Linked DNA regions of Mus musculus: region 1 is linked to region 2. Evidence: chromatin contacts called from public Hi-C data. All regions are on one chromosome and are shown on one strand. Each heading gives the region's core, a stretch centred on a gene start, on an enhancer-like site or on the middle of the called end of the contact. The rest is flanking DNA. Distances are from core to core; before and after follow the strand shown.

The links. A called contact is a pair of places that touch in the nucleus more often than the background predicts.
Region 1: a contact with region 2 is called in a Hi-C map of liver, with 1.9 times the contacts expected there. The contact joins the enhancer-like site here to the promoter of Dip2c in region 2. A contact is called at or near these places in 2 of 39 promoter capture datasets (hippocampal neurons and liver), 3 of 484 Hi-C or Micro-C datasets (the C2C12 cell line, liver and muscle stem cells) and 1 of 115 datasets of contacts at active chromatin or transcription factors (fibro-adipogenic progenitors).

Annotation. Positions count from the first base shown.
Region 1 is chr13:9,221,840-9,227,352 of GRCm38.p6, forward strand. It overlaps the pseudogene Gm8784. Among named protein-coding and RNA genes, the nearest start is that of Dip2c, 52 kb to the right of the region's middle. Within about 2 kb of position 1,727, at least 3 of the 459 cell types and tissues checked have an H3K27ac peak or open chromatin away from gene starts, as enhancers often do. A contact at or near this core is called in liver, where this site is marked.
Region 2 is chr13:9,274,078-9,279,833 of GRCm38.p6, forward strand. It overlaps Dip2c (disco interacting protein 2 homolog C), which reads left to right and starts at 2,448. Exons shown (of 37, transcript NM_001081426.2): 1 at 2,448-2,989. The coding sequence starts at 2,905.

The sequences.
Region 1 (5,513 bases), core at 477-2,976, 53 kb before region 2:
TCCCCCCTTCCTCTTCCCCTTTCTTCTTCCTCTCCCTCTTCTCCCTCCCCCTCTTCCTCTTCCTCCCTCTCCTCCTTCCCCCTTTTCCTCCCCCCTCCTCCTCTCTCTCCCTTCCTCCTCTCACTCCCCCTTCTTCCTCCTTCCCCTCCCCTCCTCCTCTTTTTCCTCCCCTCTTCCTCCCCCTCCTCCTCCTTCCCCTCCCCTCCTTCTCTTCTTCCTCCCCCTCCTCTTCCCCTTCTTCCTCCTTCCCCACATCTCCTCTCCTCTTCTTCCTCTTCCTCTCCCTCCCCCTCCTCTTCTTCCTCCCCCTTCTTCCTCCTTCCCTTTCCCTCCTCCTCTTCTTCCTCCTCCTCCCTGCTTCCTTCTCCCCTTTCCTTCCCACCCTCCCTTTTATCATCCCACCTGTCTCTCCCCTTCTCTCCATTCCCCTTGTCTCTACACACCCAGGACTACTTTATGTCCCTGGACTTGTCATCCTAGGCCTTCCTTGTCCTCATTCACTGGTCTCAACACCACTCCATTTCAGTGTCCCTCACTTCCTCGCTTGGGTATCATGGCTCTGAGAGCCAGCCACCTATTCTTGCAGCACAAGGCCAGGTGCACAGGTGGATTGCAGACTGGGAAGAGTGCCCCAGAAACAGCTTCTCTGGGGAATGCAGAGCTGTACTATGTTGCTAAAGGACTCAGTAGCTGGGAGTAACTTCTGGGAAGGGTAGCATAGAGTCCTCTTAACATTTGGTCATGCAGAGTCCAAGCCATCTACACACACATCCATTCCTGTACAAACCTGCTCCTGGTCCCACTGACAACCTTAGCTCTCTAAGAAAACTCAGACTTAAACCACCTGCTTAGGGGATGATGGGTCCCATTTACTGGCTGGAAATTGATAGCTCTGTTAACTGGCAGTTTTAAAAGTTGTTTTCTCAGATGTTACGCTCACCCAAATTCTGTTTATATGGCCCACCCTCTCCATGCACACTTATTCCCTCTGATTCTTCATGAGTGTAACGTTCACAGTCGTGAATAAGTGGAGTAATGGTCAGAACACAGCTTAGTTAGTAGAGCGCTTGTTTGGCAAGCACAAAGCCCCAGGTTTGATCCACAGCATTGCGCAAACTGGCCATGATGATGCATGTCTGTAATTCCAGAACTTGGGAGGTAGAGGACAGGCAATCAGGAATTCAAGGTCATCCTGAGCTACAGTTAAGAGACTAATGTCGCTAAAGGCTCCTTTCCCTCTCTCTGTCTCTCTGTCTCTCTCTCTTTCTCTGAAAATTGCTTGAAAGCAGTCATTTCTGCTGAGAAAGATTATCAGCTTGGGCTCCAGCTATGACTGAGTCTGTGTCCAGCCCTTGGGCGCATCTGGCCTTTGATTGTGCTGTTATCTGACAGTTATTGACTTGAGCTGTGCATGAGCCTTGTGCTGAGGCTGCCCAGGAAATTTGGAATCCAATATAAATTATTTACTTACTACTCATTCTCTCTGCCCCAGGATAAACGTCTGTATTTTTTTTTCTTTTCTTTTAAAAAGTGATTAAACTTTTCCCGGGTGGGTTGGCAAGTCTGGCATTTTGTAATTGACTAGATACAGTAGATTCTTAGAAATTCTCACCAGGAGCGAGCAGGCGGGCGGCAAGGCGAGGCGAGGCGAGGCAAGAGCTGCACAGGGCCCTGCGTGGCCGTGGCCGCCTAAGCATTTCGGACTTCGACGAGTTCGAGCGGCAGCTCAACGAAAATAAACAAGAACGGGACAAGGAGAATCGGCACAGGAAGCAATAGTCACAGTCGCGTAGTCACAGTAGGCAGAAGCCGAGACCGAAAGCACAGTAGCAGGAGCCGAGATCGGTGCAACCGGGACCAGCGCTGTGCCTCTGGGGATAGGAGAGACGAAGCAAACCTTTGACAAGAGGCGCTAAAGAGGAGCATGGTGGATTGATTCTTTCTCCCCGCCATGAGAAGAAGAAGAAGGTGCGTAAATACTGGGACGTGCCACTGCCTGGCTTTGAGCACATCATCCCAATGCAGTACAAGGCCATGCAAGCTGCGGTTCAGATTCCAGCCACTGCCCTTCTCCCGACCATGATTCCTGATGGTCTGGGTGTGACCCCAACGCCAGTGCCTGTGGTTGGGAGCCAGATGACCAGACAGGCCAGACGTCTCTACGTGAGCAACATCCCTTTTGGCATGACTGAGGAGGCTATGATGGACTTCTTCGACGCCCAAATGTGCTTGGGGGGCGGGGGGGGGGGGTTTGACTCAGGTCCCTGGCAACCCAGTCTTGGCTGTGCAGATAAATCAAGACAAGAATTTTGCCTTTTTGGAGTTCCGGTCAGTGGATGAGACGACCCAGGCCATGGCCTTTGATGGCATCATCTTCCAGGGCCAGTCATTGAAGATTCGAAGGCCTCATGACTATCAACCACTGCCTGGCGTGTCAGAGAACCCCTCTGTTTATGTGCCTGGAGTTGTATCCACTGTAGTCCCAGATTCTGCCCACAAGCTGTTCATCGGGGGTTTGACCAATTACCTAAATGATGACCAGGTAAAAGAGCTGCTGACATCCTTTGGGCCTCTCAAGGCCTTCAACTTGGTCAAGGATAGTGCCACAGGGCTCTCCAAGGGCTATGCCTTCTGTGAGTACGTGGACATCAACGTCACAGGTCAGGCCATTGCGGGGCTGAATGGGATGCAGCTAGGGGACAAGAAGCTGCTTGTCCAGAGGGCGAGTGTGAGAGCCAAGAATGCCATGCTGAGCACCATCAATCAGACACCTGTGACCCTTCAAGTGCCCGGCCTGATGAGCTCTCAGGTGCAGATGGGCGGTCACCCAACTGAGGTCCTGTGCCTCGTGAACATGGTGCTGCCTGAGGAGCTGCTGGACGGTGAGGAGTATGAGGAGATTGTAGAGGACGTATGAGACGAGTGCAGCAAGTATGGGCTGGTCAAATCCATTGACATTCCCTGCCCCGTGGACAGCGTCGAGGTGCCTGGCTGTGGAAAGATCTTTGTGGAGTTCACCTCAGTGTTTGACTGCCAGAAGCCATGCAGGCTCTAACCGGTCGCAAGTTCGACAACAGAGTGGTGGTCACAAAATACTGTGACCCTGATTCTTACCACCGTCAGGACTTCTGGTAGAGGTGACTGGGGGAGGGTGGGGGCAGGGCTGGCTGGGGACTTTCCCCTCACCTGTCCCCTCCTCCTTTCCCCACTCTTTTTTTTTTTTTTCCATTTTTTATTAGGTATTTCGCTCATTTACATTTGCAATGCTATACCAAAAGTCCCCCATAGCCACCCACCCCCTCTCCCCTACCCACCCACTCCCCTTTTATGGCCCTGGCGTTCCCCTGTACTGGGGCATATAAAGTTTGCGTGTCCAATGGGCCTCTCTTTCCAGTGATGGCCGACTAGGCCATCTTTTGATGCATATGCAGCTAGAGTCAAGAGCTCCGGGGTACTGGTTAGTTCATAATGTTGTTCCACCTATAGGGTTGCAGATCCCTTTAGCTTCTTTGGTACTTTCTCTAGCTCCTTCATTGGGGGCCATGTGATCCATCCAATAGCTGACTGTGAGCATCCACTTCTATGTTTGCTAGGCCCAGGCATACTCTGACAAGAGACAGCTATATCAGGGTCCTTTCAGCATAATCTTGCTAGTGTATGCAATGGTGTCAGCATTTGGAAGCTGATTATGGGATGGATCCCCGGATATGCTAGTGTCTACATGGTCCATCCTTTTATCTCAGCTCCAAACTTTGTCTCTGTAACTCCTTCCAAGGGTGTTTTGTTCCCACTTCTAAGGAGGGGCATAGTGTCCACACTTCAGTCTTCATTTTTCTTGAGTTTCATGTGTTTAGGAAATTGTATCTTATATCTTGGGTATCTTAGGTTTTGGGCTAATATCCACTTATCAGTGAGTACATATTGTGTGAGTTCCTTTGTGAATGTGTTACCTCACTCAGGATGATGCCCTCCAGGTCCATCCATTTGGCTAGGAATTTCATAAATTCATTCTTTTTAATAGCTGAGTAGTACTCCATTGTGTAGATGTACCACATTTTCTGTATCCATTCCTCTGTTGAGGGGCATCTGGGTTCCTTCCAGCTTCTGGCTATTATAAATAAGGCTGCTATGAACATAGTGGAGCATGTGTCCTTCTTACCAGTTGGGGCATCTTCTGGATATATGCCCAGGAGAGGTATTGCTGGATCCTCCGGTAGTACTATATCCAGTTTTCTGAGGAACCGCCAGACTGATTTCCATAGTGGTTGTACAAGCCTGCAATCCCACCAACAATGGAGGAGTGTTCCTCTTTCTCCACATCCACGCCAGCATCTGCTGTCACCTGAATTTTTGATCTTAGCCATTCTGACTGGTGTGAGGTGGAATCTCAGGGTTGTTTTGATTTGCATTTCCCTGATGATTAAGGATGTTGAGCATTTTTTCAGGTGCTTCTCTGCCATTCGGTATTCCTCAGGTGAGACCCACTCTTGAAGAAGATGGGCAGAGGAGTGACAGCTGAATGACAGCCGGCAGCATCTGGAATGGCAGCAATTAAGGGGGGTGGGAGGGTGGGGGTCGGGGTCTAGGGCAGGAAGGGGACTGGGCACGTGCACACAGGCCCACACAGACACATGCACCCACACAGACACAGAGGGAACAGGCTGGGATGGGGACTGTGTGCACAGCAGGGCGGGTAGGACCTCCACAGCCCCTTCCCAAACAGCCTCTTATCCCTTACACCCCTTTCCTCCTCTCTTCCCCCATGGTAGGAACATAGCGTGTTTATATTTTATGGCCAAACTATTTTGAATTTTGTTGTCTGGCCCTCAGTGCCCTGCCCTCTCCCTTTGCAGGACCACAGCTCCCGTCCTCTGGCTTCTGGTCCTCCCTGTTCTCCACCCTGGTTTCTTAAGTAGTTGGTTCTTCTCCTTAGGCTTCCTGACTCAACCCGTGGTTTCTGTCCTGCTCCCCCTCTCTGTGGCAGTTTCATATTTGCTAATACGAATTTGCTCATTAAACATTTTGTTGTATTAAAAAAAAAAGTTCTCACAGCTCTGCTGTATCTAGGCAGCAGCTTTTCTCAGGAAATAGCATCATTTAACATCAAGCCCTCTGTATTAGTGCCTACAGCAAGGACCCTCATCTCAGCCTAGTTGCTAGGTACGCCTAGATGTCATCCTGGAAAATTCCCTAGTCAGAAGTCAGGGTGACCAGGTTAGGAGTTGAGGAACAGGGGGCCTCTGCCCTATGCCATAGTGAATACTTTATATCTGGATTTTTCTTCCTTTATAAATATAGAGCATAAAAGGCTGCAATTTCTCCGCTATCAGCAGCTTTGGGAGCTGCTGGAACTGATTCTCTGTTCCGCCTCTGAACAGAGGACTCCTGATGCTCAGGGGTTGGTGGGTGGCTCAGTCAGGATTTCAACAGAGGATCGGAGAACACAAGCTCACCAATGAGCTGGCTAAGTGCAGCTTGAGAAAGCATTGAGAACTGGGGAGGTGGCTAAGTGG
Region 2 (5,756 bases), core at 1,198-3,697:
TTCAAATCCTGAAGATCTAACATGCTGACTTCTATACATAAAAATAAACATAAACAAGATGAAAACAATTAAGAAGATGGATGTTCCATTTGGGGGCTGGGGTGTACTCAGGTTTTAGAATGTTGGTTTAGCCCTGGGATTGGTTGCCAGCATTGCATAAACCAGGCAGCATGGTACATACCATCTTTGGTTACATAGTAAGTTGGAGGCCAGCCTTGAACACATGAGGTCCTGCCTCAGAAGACTGATGTACAATTAGCAAGGATGCTGAATATTAGTCATCCTTTCTTCAAGAACCTATGGGGGGTGGGCAGGTAAGACTAGGCTGAAGGTTGGAGCAGTTAGTGAGGGTCCCCTAGTTTAAAGCTAAGAAGTTCACTTGCGTTCCATAAGAAGATGTGCTGAAGCACTGTTGAAAGAAGTGTCTACAATTTCAGGGTCCCATTGCTGGGTACACCATCTCAATGGTCTTTAGAATATTCCAGGCAGGAAGAAGCATGGGGACTAGAAACAGTGTTTGCAGGCATGGGAAGGAAGCAGACCATCAGTGTTTTTGTGGGATACATTTGAGGGGACTGAGAAGCAAAAGTTGTGTGAAGATAAAGGAAGGTAGAGAAGCCAGGGTGACTTTAGCCTAGATAATTAGGAAAACACTAGTAGCTGATAAAAGCAGGTGGGTGATGGGTAAGACCCTAAGGCCGAAGGCACCGTACACATTATTCATAGGACATGGCAGAATCCATCAATGCTAATCAGTAAGTTTCTTCTTTGTTGGCTGTCTTGCTTGGTACTGGAAGGTGCTATGCAGGCTGTGGATGTGTGTGTTTAACAGTTTTAACCATCTATGAACCCTGCAATAATAACCTGAATGATATTAATACTATGTGTGAAGATCAAGGTCATATGCTTTCACAACTGCTGTCTGATTGGATTTCAGACCTGCCTCACAGGAGGAAACATATGCCTGGTACTGCAAATCTGGCTGGGGAGATCATAGGTAGGAGTGAACCTAACCTACTATTACTACTCCGCTAAAGGGACGAGGCATCAAACTGCCCTCTAAATTTGTATTTCTCTACCCACAGACTAGTGCAGACTTCCGACCTCATCAGAGGAATTTCTTTGTGTAGTGGTTGACACAGAAACTCACAACTGATCAAAGTGGAGAGAATAGATGTCAGTAGAGTGCTCAGTCACAAATAGGGCGTCTGTATCATAACCCCACACCCGAAGCTCAGAGACCATCACAGAAGACGGAGTAGAAAGATTGTAATAGTCAGAGGTTGAGGAAAACTGGGAACAAAACTGTCTTCTGGACACGACAATACCTCTGGACTCACAAACTCACAGAAGCTATGGTTGCCAGCACAGGATGAAGGCAGTTAACATTCTAGCATGCCATAGCAAAGGGCTAATGAGCTCCTATCCCTATGGCCAGTTGATGGCTTCTCGGGGAGGGAGAGTCAGTTTTTTATTATTTTTTTCCATAAGGATGTGCCTCCTGTGAGATCAGCCATCCTGAAATATTTGAGCAGAACAAATTGGAGTCCATAGGTTATTGAATAATAATAATAATAATAATAATAGACATAAAATTGGGATAGTAGAGAGGTGGGGATGACTCTGGGAGGAGCTAAGGGATACATTGTAGGAGATTCTCAAAGAGTTAATAAAATGCTTTAAGAAGCAGGTGGATGTTTAATGTTAGGAGATGCTGTTTTTACTTTGGTTTTGTGGTGTTTGGGGCTTCAGGGGCAGCTAGGTGAGATTACTCTGGAGACAGCTGGCCATGCGAGAATGCCCCCAAATAGTCAGACTCCGTATCAGCCATTCAGAATAGACATTGATACCATCACAGGCGATGACCAAAGGGAAAAAAATTCACAAGAGGTAGAAGAAAAGCAGGGGATGATATTGTAGGATGTGAGGGAGAAGACACTTGCTGAAGACTCCTTAGGCTGGACAGTGTGTGACAGACCCAACCTACCTTGATTTATTTCCACGGATGGGAAAAATGAAGTCTAGACAAAACATTGTGTGTTTCAAGGTCATATAGTAGTCTGTTCTAGATCCATGCTTTTAAACTTCAAACCTAGGACTCAATCTATGTCTCATGCTGTTTTGTTTTTTTTTTTTAATTATTTTTTCCTCTTAAAAGTATTTTAAAAAAATCAGCCCTCGATGATCCAGAACATTTGAAGTTTTAACAAGCAGGCTAGGGTGTGCTTCCGAATGCCTTCTTTATTTTTCTCCTTGAGTCTTGAGGAGCCTAACTAAGCCTCAGGGTTGGGAAGACCCCCTCCTAAGGCCAAATGCACCACTGTCCCACGAGCGCGCTCTCGAAGTACTCGCTGGAGGCCCCGCCCCCCTGAGCGCGCGCCGCCGTGGCACGTCCGCGCGCTCCCACCCTCCGCGCGCGCCTTCTTGTTGCCCGGTGCGCGCGCAGCGGCGCTCGCTCCCGCCGGGGCAGGGCGGCCGCGGAGCAGCTCGAGAGCCCTGTGGCCGTGACCGCGGGCGGGCCCGTGATCCGGTGCCGGCCGAGCGGGGCCGGAGCCCGCGGCTGGGGGAGGCGCGCAGAGAGCCGGGCGCGAGGCCACCGCCAGGGTCGGGGCCGCGCTGAGGAGGCTGAGGAGACTGACGAGGCACTGAGGAGGCGCTGAGGAGACGCTGAGGAGGCTGACGAGGCGCTGAGGAGACTGAGGAGGCGCTGAGGAGACTGACGAGGCTGAGGAGGCTAAGGAGAAAATCCCCGCGCGCCTGCCCGCCGCCGCCCGGCCTCCCGCTCCCGCCCGCCCGCCGCCGCCTCCTCAGTGCGGCTCCTCCGGGTTCGAGTGGCGGCCGCTGAGGAGCCCTCCGTCGGCGAACAAAGAGGAGGCCGGCAGGGCGGAGGCGTCTGCGGCGAGCATGGCGGACCGCAGCCTGGAAGGCATGGCTCTCCCGTTGGAGGTGAGGGCCCGGCTGGCCGAGCTGGAGCTGGAGCTGTCGGAAGGTAACAGCAACCCCCCTTAGCCCCGCGCCCGGGCCGGGCCGGGACACCGCTTCTCTGGAGCGCGCTCGGGGCCCCGCGGGCCGGGCCGTGCTGTCACTCCGGGGAGGGCGCGCGCCGGGCCTCGGGGTGGCGGGGCCCCGGCCCTGACCCTGGCCCGGGCCCCGTGTGGTGGCCCCGGGGAGGGTGCATGTGTGTGCATGTGCTTGTGTGCGCGCGTGCTTGTGTGTGTGTGTGTGTGTGTGTGTGTGTGTAGTGTGTGTGCGTGTGTATGTGTGTGTGTGCACGCGCGCGCGTGTGCGTGCCGCGGCCCCCGCCCTCCAGGCTCAACTGGCACGGTGCAGCCGCGATGCCCCCTGCGCGCTGCGGCTGGGCCCGGGGCTCCCGGCTACGAAGCAAGATGGAGCAACCTTTAGGGCTGCGGGGGAAATGGCCTTGGTGGGGATGTGCGCTCTTCCCTAATGGAGAGGCGCTGCGTCCTTGATGCAGCTGCAGTACCACCACCACCACCACCACCACCACCACCACCATCATCACCACCACCACATGCACCAGCAGCACCACCAGCACCAGCACAGCACATGCTTCCACGCTCCCTGCTTGGGGACGGCCTCTGAATGGCCTGATTTTAATGCGAAACTTGTCAGTGGACTTCGGGATTGGATCCCCCTGAGGCTGCAGGCACACGGTCCTGTCAGCGGGAGGAAGATAGTAGTACTATTGTTCCGGCGTGTTTGTGACGAGCTGGTTGAGTTAGAGCCCTAAAACCTCCCCCCTCAGGCCAGGTTGGATGCCTCCTTCCCATCGTGCCGGATAGAGACATTGAGACTTTGCGGCTGCTCTGCTGTGATTTCACGGAGTGTTATATACGCTTTCGTCTTTGCTCTTCATGGTGGACATCATGTGCTCAACTGTCATAAGTTTCAGCTTGGGTTTTGTAGGTTCTTTTTTCCTTTTTCCTCCACTAAAGTTCCAAAATGTGTCTAGTAATAAATATTTAGCGGTCATCCCACTCATTGAGAAGACTACAGCTTAGTGGTGTGGAAATGGCCTGTCGTCTCTCTTGAGTTAATATTTGGAGCAGTTTAGCATGGTAAACTTTTTTTTTTTTTGGTAACGATTTGTGAGGGCCAGCAGCCAGAACGTAAATTCATTCGTGCCAGTTTTCATCATGGGGAGGAGCTGACGTTGACTTTACGTTTTCCCTTTTAACACTTGCAGGGTGGAGAGTAAACCAGGTGGCTGTAAGTGTTGCTTCTGTTATCAGATTCTCATAGATTAGACATTTTCTTTATCCCGAATTTGGGGTTCTCCAAGGTGTTTTGGAAGCAGTCCCTGGGAAGCTCCAATGGAGGAAAAGATAATGTGTCCCAGACTGTGCTTCCTGCCTCAGTTCTGACCATCTAGAGATAAGAGAGAGCATCACCCTTCCACAGGCAGAAAGGGCAGGGCTGAATTCTTTAGATTTAAACTGGAAGATGAGGTATGCAGTGTGGACAGTGTATTTCTAGTAAGTAACTATAAAGAAACATTTGTGTTTTGTTAGACTTGAGATAGACTGTCTTCTTCAGCTTACCAGCGCTGTTTTATCGTCTGCATCCTGTATTGAAAGCACCCCTTCCCATTCATGTTCTCACTCAAAGCAAGCACCTCTGCTATCTGCACTATGTTAATGTGATGTGTCTCTGCCCACCCATACTTGAAAAGTGAGAAGCCATCTGAACCTGCATTGAGCCCTTTCCGCAGGGTCTGAATCTCCCTGCCTACTAGGAAGTCAATTCACATTTACTCTCAAAGCCTCACATAATGCCTGGAGCCACATATCCTGCTCTCCTCTTGTTGAGAGTAGCTGTCTGTTTTGTTTTTAGGTAACAGCGGTCACCTGTCATGATCGATCACTCTTGAAGAGTGAGTGTTGCCCAGAGAAGTATGGAAAACCACTTTAGATGAGGTGTACTTAGCTTAACTCCCTGTGAGCACCTTGTGTCTGTATAGAACTTAGAGGACTCAATGAGTTTCTTGGTGAATGGGTGGGCTTAGAGAAGTGTGTACATATATTTGTATTCAGGAAGTCCTTTTCTATTTTCTTTTTCTATATGAGCTATGTTGAGACCTGACCTAAACTTTTAAGAATTACAAAAAGAATAGAATAGAAAAGAAAAGAAAAGAAAAGAAGAAAAGAAAAAAAAAAGCCTTTTGTCACTGTGTTCAGCTTCTGCTACTCCTTGGAACCTGCTCTTCTCCCAGCCCCCACCTCCCATCTATGTATTAGCTGTGCTACCTTTGACTTTATTATAAAGTGTGGCTTTGTCATTGTTGAGTTTTGATTGTGATTTACAAAAAACCATTTGAAATTCCATGTCTTGTAACCAAGGGGATTGTTTTCCTGGAAGAGATGAATCAATTTGTTTTCTAGTATTGCTGCTATTCTAGTATAGAAACCTAGGAGGTGAAGATCAAGAATCTCTGGGTCTCTTTACCTTGCCTAACTGGGAGAAAAAAATCCCAACATACCCAGTTTCAAAGTGAAAACTTAGGATGACTTTTACTGTCAAATTATTGCAGTGTACTGCTTCCCAGTATATTGTCCACCAAAATCTATATGGAAAGAGTTAAGTTCCTTGTCTGTACATGCCTTTAATCCCCGTGCTCAGGAGACAAGCAGTTCTCTGAATTCTAGGCCAGCCTGGTCTTTGTAGCAGGTTCCAGGCCAGCCAGAGCTACATAGTGAGACTCTGTCTCAAAAAAGAAACAAACAGAAGAGTTGGTT